Regions from separate parts of the Mus musculus genome. Here all the other regions are linked to region 1. Evidence: chromatin contacts called from public promoter capture Hi-C data. All regions are on one chromosome and are shown on one strand. The core of a region is the stretch at or near the end of the contact, and the rest is flanking DNA. Distances in the headings are between cores, read along the strand shown.

Region 1 (3,062 bases), core at 375-2,874:
CGAGTCCCCTTTGGTGGTTCCAAGCTCAGAAACAAAGCTCCTAGACGAGCCAGCCCAGCCTTGTCGGGGACCCGCCACCCGAGCTCTCTGGCCCAGTCCAAGGACCACGCCCAGCCAGACCAAGCCCAAACAGCGACTGGCCTAAAGCTGGAGTCTTCAGGCGAAGACTCTTCCCTCCTCAGCTGCCTGCCCTACCCCGATGGAGAGCCCCCCACCCCCTTCATGAGGAAGACCCATCCCCTGTACAGCCTCAGTCGCCTTCCCATGCCTGTCTACTCTCCCCAAACCCGGGAGGTCTCCACCCTCCCTTCATCTCCCCGCCCCTCTTCATTCTTCAGAGCAGCCTCGCCTCGCGCCACCTGCGCGAAGCTTCAGACCCGCCTCCCACCCAATTGTCAGCCCTTCCCAAACCACAGCCTCCTCCTCCAGATTCGATCACCTGTCCCCACCCATCTCCCCCTTTCTGCTCAAATCCAGGCCTCCACGCCCGTTTGTTCCAGCCATCTCCCCAGGCCCGGGGCATCGATATCCCTCACCCACCAAGATAGATGCTGCGTGGCAGACTAGGCGACATGGCTCCAGCGGAGGGACCTAGCGCCGCGCCGCCAGGGGCTGGGCAGATGCAAGAGGCCTTTGTGGTTTCGGCAGGTGCCTCTAGGGCCTCTGCTCTGCTCAGGGAACAGAGGATACAAACGATGGGGTTAGGACCACGTTAGGCAGATATCAGACCAGAGGCGCAGTTGGTGGGAACTAGGGACCGCGGCGATCCAGGGACGTACAAGAGGACAGGTCCGGCCACCACAGAAACACTCCCCTACACCCCACCTTTTAGCCATTTACTGCACGTCGACCAGCTACGGCTGCGCGACTACTGGGTGCTAGGCGTGAATCCCTTCAACTTAGCTGCCTCCTTATTCTAGCTATTTGTAAATCTTTCCAGCACACATTAATGCCTTAGGCGTCGCAAGTCACCAAGCCGAGTTCTGTGGGACTACAAAGACCCAGACTTGCGCCCCACCTTAGTCCGGATCTGCCTGAATCCTCAACATCTCTTTCATCGGCTGGAGGAGCCTAGGCGCAACCCAATTCCCTCCCTTTTGTGAGCCTCAGGGAGAAACTGAAAGAGGGGTGGATGTTGCAGCCCGGAAAGATCAAGCCCACCACCCTCCCCTTGCCATCACCCACTGCTCCAGGATGATGCGATTGTGCGGGTCCGTCGGTCGGTCTCTGGGTCTCGCCGCGGCGCGGTAGCTGCGGTTGCACGGGGCGGGAGCGGCTGCTAGCGCGCTCTCTCGGTGGCTGCCTTGCGCGCCTGGAGCGGAGTCCCGAGTGGCGAGCGGGGGTGGGGACGAGGGTGGGGGCGGGGAGCCGCCTGGGCCAATCACGGATCCGAGGGCTCCGCCCCAAGTGCTCGCCACCTCGAGCTAGCAGGTTAGGCGGAGGCGGGACCAGTAGCGCCCCGCGTCCTCCGCGTTGCCGCCGCCTTTGGGACTACAAATCCCGACAGTCCCTTTTGCAGGCCCCGGGTCCGAGAAGGGACAGAGGGCATGGCCCCAGGACCTCGACAACCCCCAGCCATCTAAGCGCCATTCTCAGCGTTCCTTTCTGGTCCCATGGTAACTAGCGACACTTCACAAAGCCCAGGCGCTGGGGCGGTATGGCTCGAGTCCCCTGGGAGGGTATAGGGCGTCTCCGGAGGACACATCGCCTCCCCTCCTCCTGCAAGACCCCACCCGAGGGGCTGAAACAATGCGGTGGCGGGGTCTCTCCGAGGCTGCGGGTTCCCAGTTGCGCCATCGGATTAGCGTCCTACCGAGTCTGAGACTGATGGGATTGCAGACTGTAGAGGGCGAGGTGGTCAGTACAGGAACACTGTTCTCATAGACCAAGGGAACGGCCACTCTGGGCGCCTCACTTCGCACCTTCTTTCTCTTGAGGTATTGAAGCCACCGTCTTTTCCAGAGCAGCGCTTGGACGTCGATGTCCAGCGCCCAGGTCCTATCCTATTTTTGACATCTCCTTTAAAAGAAAGTGTGTGTGTGTGTGTGTGTGTGTGTGTGTGTGTGTGTGTTTTAAACTCATTTCACATCAGCACCACCATCTTTATTTCCGGGTTGCTGTTGTTTTGACGGTTTTATTAGGTAGCCCCCTGCTAGCCTAGAATTTGAATTGAACCTCCTGCCTCTGCCTTCCGAATAGTGGGATTACAGATGTTCACCGCCACACCTTGTCCAGTTTCACCATTTTAGTACACAGTTGACTTAACCACAAACGATCCTGTAAATGGAGCGAGACAGTTCTTTTTCCTTAACTAATTTATGGCTCAGGCCTTTCCCTGAGCTCCGTGTTAGTCTGTCATTATTGTGACAGCTTAAATATAGCTTCAGAACTTGAATCTCTTCACTTGATGTCACCCCAATGGTGTTGCAAACCCGTGTGGAAATGCAGCATTAATACTGCCCCCGCCCCTGGATTCCTGGGGATCTACAACTGCTGTTGAAGAAGTTGGTTCTTTCCAGGGCTTCCCTCAGTTCCGGGGGTGGAGACGGGGGTGTGAGTCCCTTGGCTGCTTTCCTGAAGTGCTTTTCTCTAAGGCTATTTTCAAAGAAAATCGTACTTTATAACTTCGGGTGGAGGGAGCAGGATCCTCTGAATTTTAACAAAATGTACAGCCTGCACGTTAAGCTCCAGTCCTCCAAATGTGGGTCCCACTGGGTCATGTGCTCTGTGATCCACTCCTGGATGCGTTTAGGGCCACACAGGCGTGCCCCTAGGGGGTGCGGGGTTACTACATTTGGTCTCCAATTCTTTTTTTTTTTTTTTTTTTTTTTTTTTTTTTTTTTTTTTTTTGGCTTTTCGAGACAGGGTTTCTCTGTGTAGCTCTGGAACTCACTCTGTAGTCCAGGCTGGCCTCGAACTCAGAAATCCGCCTGCCTCTGCCTCCTAAGGGCTGAGATTAAAGGCGTGTGCCACCACCGCTTGGCTGGTCTCCAATTCCACTCTAAGAGTGGATTTTTTTTTTTTTTTTTTCTGGTAGTAAGCTTGTGCAAAGAACCTCCAGA
Region 2 (3,062 bases), core at 148-2,647, 980 kb after region 1:
CACCGGAGGGCAATTCGGCCTGTGGTGGCGATATCCCAAAGTACAACAAAGGAGTCCTTCCAGGAATCAGTAAGTCTACTGTGGGGTTTACTTTACAAACAAGAACAGACTAAGTTCAAATATCAGGGCGCTTGTTCTTTAGGTTGTTCCCTCCTCTGGCTTTTATGTCCAATATTTCTACTAAAACAGTTGCCTTAAAGTTGGTATCACTTCCCTAGCAAGCTGAGCGTCCTGAGATTCTACGGCCTAGAATGCGTAAACCCTAACCACAAATCTAAGGTTCAAATAAAGACGTTACAAAAAAACCAAAGTGGCTGCACTGGGCAGGCACTCCCCACCTTAGAAGGTGGGACCATCCCCACCATTCCCTTTCAACGGTTCACATACAACTTCTTCGGTAACAAAGCTTTTAAAACTTGACAAACCCCTCCTGTTTAAAAAAAAAAAAAAAAACTCCATCTCCAAAGTTTTTAAGACCTTTTAGTTTGCAGTGCAGAGTTCCTTGTCAACACAACCGAAGTAAATTAAGACTTAGTGTAAACTCCAGTTACATAAACTTTGTTACGTAAACCACAGCAAAGCAACCTTCGAGGCCAACATCAAACTAGTTTTAAAAGTAAGCTGAGCCAGGCGGGTCGCCTAGCAAACTTCCCAACAGTCCCTGGAAACCGCCTTGGCCTTCCCACCCGGCCCCCTTCGCTGCCTGGAGGCCTGGGCCGGTGATTGCGCCTTCCATGGGAGTCCTGCTCTTCGCAGGCCACCTGACCCCTTGCTTGCAGAATGCAGTGAGGACGCCAGGACTGGGTGACACCAGCCTTGCCTACTCCTGGAGCTCTGCGGCCGACCTAGCGCGTGCCGGACCCAACCGCCACCTTCGACCAGAGAACTAGGGAAGCGGACCGCAGCTAAGCCCCGAGCTAGGCCTGACCAAGAACGGCAAACGCTCTCCACAGACCCAATCTACAACCGGCCCAGACCAGGAACACCTTAAGCCCCAGACCTAGACACAAGACTACAGCCTAGACTGGAACCCGTTCGGCCTTGTGAGCAGTACCGGCCCCACTGTCGACCCGGTTCCTGCACCCGTATTCCGGGAGCCAAGCGGGTTAGCCCATTCGCAGGCCTTCCCCTCCCGCCGTAGTCAACCCTGCTTTTCGCCGCGGCTCGCGGACCCTCACCGAGGACACGGCGGCCAGCGAGGAGGGAAGTCAGGCGGCCGGTCTCCTCGCGGCTGTGGCACAGCTGCGCTGGTGGCGGTGGCGGCGGCGGCGTCTCCTCGCGCTTTCCTTTCTCTTCTTTTCTCCAACAACAAACAGGAAGTGCGTCACGCGGTGGCGGCGCGGCCCGGCGACGTCGACTTCCGCCCGGCCCTGAAGCTAACGTGCGCAGCAGCCTCCGTGCGCGTCGGACTTGATAGCGCTGGTCTAGCGTTCCGGAAGATTCTCGGAGCTGAGGACGGTGGGATTCTGGAGGGTTTACATAGGCGAAGGTGGCTGAATAGGGCGGGAAGCGTCCCCTTGCGCAAGCTCTGTGCCTGGAGGGCTCTAAAGCCTGAGGCGACTGTAGCCGAACCAAGGAGCCTGCGTTTGCCCGGAAGCAGGCTGGGAGGAAGGACGCTCACAGCCTCTGACACAGTGGATTCGGAGATAAGGACCTGATAGCGTAGTATGACTCACACTCCTATGGACTTGGAGAATTGTGGTCCCGAGGTTCGGCCGACCCAACAAGCAGGCCCGACTTAGAGTGAACCGTGAGAGGCCTCATCATTACCAACTCGCAGTGCTGAATCCAGGGTCTAGATTTCAAACACGGTTATTTTAAAGATGTATTTACTTTTTGTATGTGAATGTACTGTCTTCGGACACACCCGAGAAGGACATCAGATCCCACAATAAGCTCCTGTCTCAATAAATCAATAAGCTCCTGTATAAATAAATAGACATTTAAATCCTCACCCCACCCCCACTTACACCCATAGGATGAGTAGTTTTTCATCTTGCCCAGTAAGTTTCAAAAGGTTAGCTAACACTGCACTGGAAAGTAAGAATGAAAGAGAACATATTGATCTCAGAATGTTATGGTTGGACGCCCACCTTCTCAACGCCTGAGAAGGACAAGCACAGAAGATGTGGAGACCCATGATCTGAAGTCACAGATCCTTGGATGCTCCCTCACATGTAGGATATACTCAACTCCAGATAGAACCCTCCAGAATGGCTCCTTGTCTCCTTGCTTCTGTTCTGCCCCCAAGGTTCCCAAACACTACACTTCCCCTTTTGTGAAACATAGAATTTGGCCAGATCTCTTTTCTAATTGACTTTCAGCCCTACAAGATGGCTGTCCAAGACTGAAATGAAAACTAAGCACAAAAGTTCCCGCCCTTTCCTTTACCTTCCTCCACCTCTCCTTCCACCTTTCTGCTCTCAATCTTACCCACTACCACCCTCAATGGCAGGAATCAAGGAGTCTGGCCTAGTGACGAGTGGAAGGTGTGTGTGCTTGCATACTCCAGGGCTGACAGCCCAGCAACCCAAGCTTTCTATTGAAGCAGCGCCGAAAGACAAAGCCAGTTATAAGGTAGAGAATAGGGAAAGGAGTCCCCTCGCCTCAGAGTCTGGCTGAAGCCTCTTGCCACATGACATTTAAGAATTCTAACACGCAGGGCAGTGGTGGCAAATGCCTTTAATCCCAGCACTTGGGAGGCAGAGACAGGCAGATTTCTGAGTTCCAGGCCAGCCTGGTCTACAGAGTGAGTTCCAGGACAGCCAGGGCTGCACAGAGAAACCCTGTCTCAGAAAAAAAAAAAAAAAAAAAAAAAAGAATTCTAACACAGGGTCTGAGGAGATGACTCAGTAAAAAACATTAGTTGCTCTTTCTAGAGGATCTGAGTTCAATTCCCAACACCCATATCAGGTGATCCACAACTGCCTAGTACTCCAGCTCCAGGGGATGTGATTCACTCCAGACATGTGCATGTTTGCATGTAGACCTAGTTTTATCTTTCCCCAGAGCTTTCAAAAGACCCATGATATTAAATCTATATTAAAGTCTTTTGGGGGCTG
Region 3 (3,062 bases), core at 346-2,845, 540 kb before region 1:
TTAAAGTTCTCTGAGTAGTGGAGACTGCTGCATTCTTTGCTCAATGTCTCTCCACCACAGCACACTGCCCCTACTCTACAAGTAACTGTAATCAGGCAGAAGACAAAATACAAGTTCTTTTATTACAATTATTTATACCACCCTAGGGTCAGGGCCCCCGTGCGTAGTAGAAAACACCTGTGGACTGCGCCTCAGAAGAACACCTGCCTGACAAAGAAAAGAGCCAACCTGAGTCAGAGAGCAAGCAGCGTAGCCCCCGTCCCCAAGAATGCATCCCACCCCAGGGCCTTCACCTGACCTAAACCCAGGTCTTCTGTAAGGCCTGGAAGTCCTGACGGCCATGGAGCAGCTGCACGTTCTCCTGCCTTTTACACTCGGGAAGTTCAAGCTCTGTCAGTTCCTGCAGCTGCCCAAAGGAGGGAATTCAGTAATTGGGACTTAAATTGACACACCAGCTCCTTTTCAACACAACCAGGGTATGGAACGAGCCCTTCCTGTTCCTCTTCCTTACCTGTTCCTGCAACCCTTCCTTCCTGCAGGGCCCAATTCCCCGTAGCGTGAGTGCAGCCACACAACAGTAACCAGAAAGAGCAGCCTCAGCTGCAGACATGAACAGAGAAGGGATCCAGAGAGCCAAAGCTGTATCCTAAAACCCAAAGTAACAAAGAGGACTAGGCCTTGGAGCAAAGGTGAGGACCAGAGTTTCTCCAATAGCAAGAATAAGCTCACATAAATTCTTGTGGGATCAAAGGAGCAGTCAGTGTGTCCAGGCCCCTGGTCCAGCGGTATGGAAGGATCCATCAGTCCTGGGTGGCAATCAGCAATAAGACGGCGGCCACCATTGGCAACAGTGAGCGATACAGCCAGGAGGAGGCCCATGGAGCAGGCAGCAGACAAGAGCAGGTTCACCAAGGCCAGCGTCAGCAGGGCCCAGTGCTAGTGGGGTAGAAGACCTGGGTAAACAGCCTGTTTGTTTCTCCGTGATACTTCTCTATTTGAGGCTCCTGTCCATTGGTAGTGTGCTGAGACACCTCCTCCACCCTTCTCACCAGTCGTGGGCGAAGAAGGTTCCTGGATGCCAAGAGGGCCACAAGTCCCACTGAAACGCTCTGCGGAAGCAACAAGCCTAATAGGGCTTACTGGCTCTCAGCGCCCAGCCCAACCCGCCTTGCCTGTCCACCCTCCCGCGACGCTCACCAGTAGTCCCGAACCCACAGAAATGACATTGGCTGTGGTGTACTCAGGAGTGACCGCGCCTCGGGGGTTGGCCACGTGCCGCAGAACAGTACCATGCAACACAGCTCCCACCAGGAGGTTCACGTGGCCCACCAGGATCAGCGCGAGTCCCACGCGCATCAGCCGCCTGGGCCCTCGGGCGGCATCTGCAAGGTAGGGGGAGGGGCGGACAGTAGCCGTGCAGGGCGGGGCCCCAGGCCCAGCGTCGCCCTGTGGGACCACAGGTGCGGTAGAAAGCCGTACAACTTACCGAAGGCGCAGACGCCGCAGCACCTCATCGTGGCCGCTCTACTCCCTCCGCCCATAGGCTCTACCTGGACCTGGCTTTGTCCCGACGCCGACCTCAAGCGCCGCTTCCGCGCCGCCGCAGGCGGCTCCACCTGGCCCCGCCCCGCCCCTGACCTAAGGCCCGGCCTCCAAGGGGCCACCCTACCTGGGCCCGCCCCGCCCCAACCGAAGCGGCGGTGCCACCCACTGAGCCGCAAGCACAACACAAGATGCTTTAGCAAAAAGTAGACTTTATTACAGCAGCAACTGAGGTGATTCGAATGCCCCCCCCGGGGGGCCACCCCTGCAGCACCACCTTTCTCTCCTGCCCATGCGCCCCAGCGGGATTGTAGAACTCAGCTTCCCCAGTGCCCGTGGGCCTCCTGTCCACACAAGTAGGGCAGGAGGCAGCAGGTCAGCTACTAGCCCCCAGCTAGAAGGTGGCTGCTGAGAAGGCCCAGGCCCACGTCTGTGCAAAACAAGTAAACAAAGTGCAGAGGGGAGGAAGAGAGGGGAAGGGGCAGGGTGATACTCAACCAGGGAGCCCCTAAAGCCCTCCTAAATAATATGGGCGCGAAGGGTAATACTGACTGGGGAGAAGGGACAGGAGGACTGCAGCATGCCCAGGGACAGCCACAGCCTGGCTAGGGGCCTGGCTCAAGTGAGCTCTACGAGGAGACGGTGACAGTGGCTGTGTTGAGTGTACTGTTCCTGGTGAAGTTGAACTTGTTGAGCGTCTCCTCCAGCAGAGAAGTCAGGCGGCTCTGATCAGCCTGGGGAAGCAGCTCAGTAAGGCAGGGCTGAGAGAGGGGGGGCAGGGAGGCACCCAGAACACAGGCAGGACCCTCACCTCACTAATGAAGCCCAGCTGCACCAGCTCAGCTGCCAAGTCCGGGATGCTCTCATCTGACAGAGAGACAGGAGGGGTGCTTGAATACAGTCTGGGAGGATCAGAGCCCTGTCAAGTACTGTCCCTGTCCCTGTCCCTGACATGTCCCCTCAAGGGATATGGCTCATAGATCCTCCCTCCTCCAAAAGAAAGGAGAGGCTCACTTGGCATCAGGTCACAGCTCAGGTGCCGGTTCAATTTGTCCTCCAGCTTCAGCAGAAGTGTTAGCTAGAAAAAGGACAATCAGAATGAGGCTCCTTCTCCCCAGCAGGCCGCGTGGTCAGCCCTGGGAAGCCCCGCCCTGAGCTTACATGGTGTTTGACTCCCTCCTCCACAGATTCGATGTTGCACTGCATCAGCACCACCTGAACAGGACAGACAAGGAGGACAGTCTAGAGACTGCTCAGTGACACCCCTGAGACTTTCCGGCCCACGGAAGAAAACGGTGGCCAGCAGGCAGAAATGCATTCCATACAGGACAGTGCCTTAGTTAAGATGTCTCTATCCCCATGGCCAAAAATACAATCATACCAGAGTCCCCACCTTTCGTGTCTCCACTTCAGCTGGCTCAGGAGTTGGAGTCTTGACAGAGGGGGGCACAACAGGTGATGTCACCTCCTCCTGCTGTGGCTGCTGAGGCCGAGGTAGCCCAAAGGCTGTCAGAGGGTAG

What was found. Capture Hi-C pulls out chosen DNA fragments and counts their contacts.
Region 2: a contact with region 1 is called in a promoter capture Hi-C map of pancreatic islet. The contact joins the promoter of Dnajb6 here to the promoter of Dpysl5 in region 1. A contact is called at or near these places in 2 of 39 promoter capture datasets (cranial neural crest and maxillary cranial neural crest) and 1 of 9 other capture datasets (pancreatic islet).
Region 3: a promoter capture Hi-C map of adipose tissue shows a contact between it and region 1. The contact joins the promoter of Krtcap3 here to the promoter of Dpysl5 in region 1. A contact is called at or near these places in 2 of 39 promoter capture datasets (frontonasal cranial neural crest and stem cell-derived epiblast-like cells) and 1 of 9 other capture datasets (adipose tissue).

The regions. Positions count from the first base shown.
Region 1 is chr5:30,710,126-30,713,187 of GRCm38.p6, reverse strand. Dpysl5 (dihydropyrimidinase-like 5) reads right to left here and starts at 1,624. Exons shown (of 13, transcript NM_001356948.1): 1 at 1,186-1,624.
Region 2 is chr5:29,734,233-29,737,294 of GRCm38.p6, reverse strand. Dnajb6 (DnaJ heat shock protein family (Hsp40) member B6) reads right to left here and starts at 1,397. Exons shown (of 8, transcript NM_011847.4): 1 at 1,179-1,397. It overlaps Gm5129 (predicted gene 5129), which reads left to right and starts at 1,359. Exons shown (of 1, transcript NR_028426.1): 1 at 1,359-1,961.
Region 3 is chr5:31,250,239-31,253,300 of GRCm38.p6, reverse strand. Krtcap3 (keratinocyte associated protein 3) reads right to left here and starts at 1,595. Exons shown (of 7, transcript NM_001363337.1): 1 at 1,487-1,595; 2 at 1,198-1,382; 3 at 1,050-1,109; 4 at 730-936; 5 at 512-646; 6 at 299-406; 7 at 104-207. The coding sequence starts at 1,514. The coding sequence ends at 299. Nrbp1 (nuclear receptor binding protein 1) reads right to left here. Exons shown (of 18, transcript NM_147201.2): 14 at 2,936-3,062; 15 at 2,704-2,757; 16 at 2,557-2,620; 17 at 2,354-2,409; 18 at 1,738-2,276. The coding sequence ends at 2,172. It overlaps Ift172 (intraflagellar transport 172), which reads left to right. Exons shown (of 48, transcript NM_026298.5): 48 at 1-22.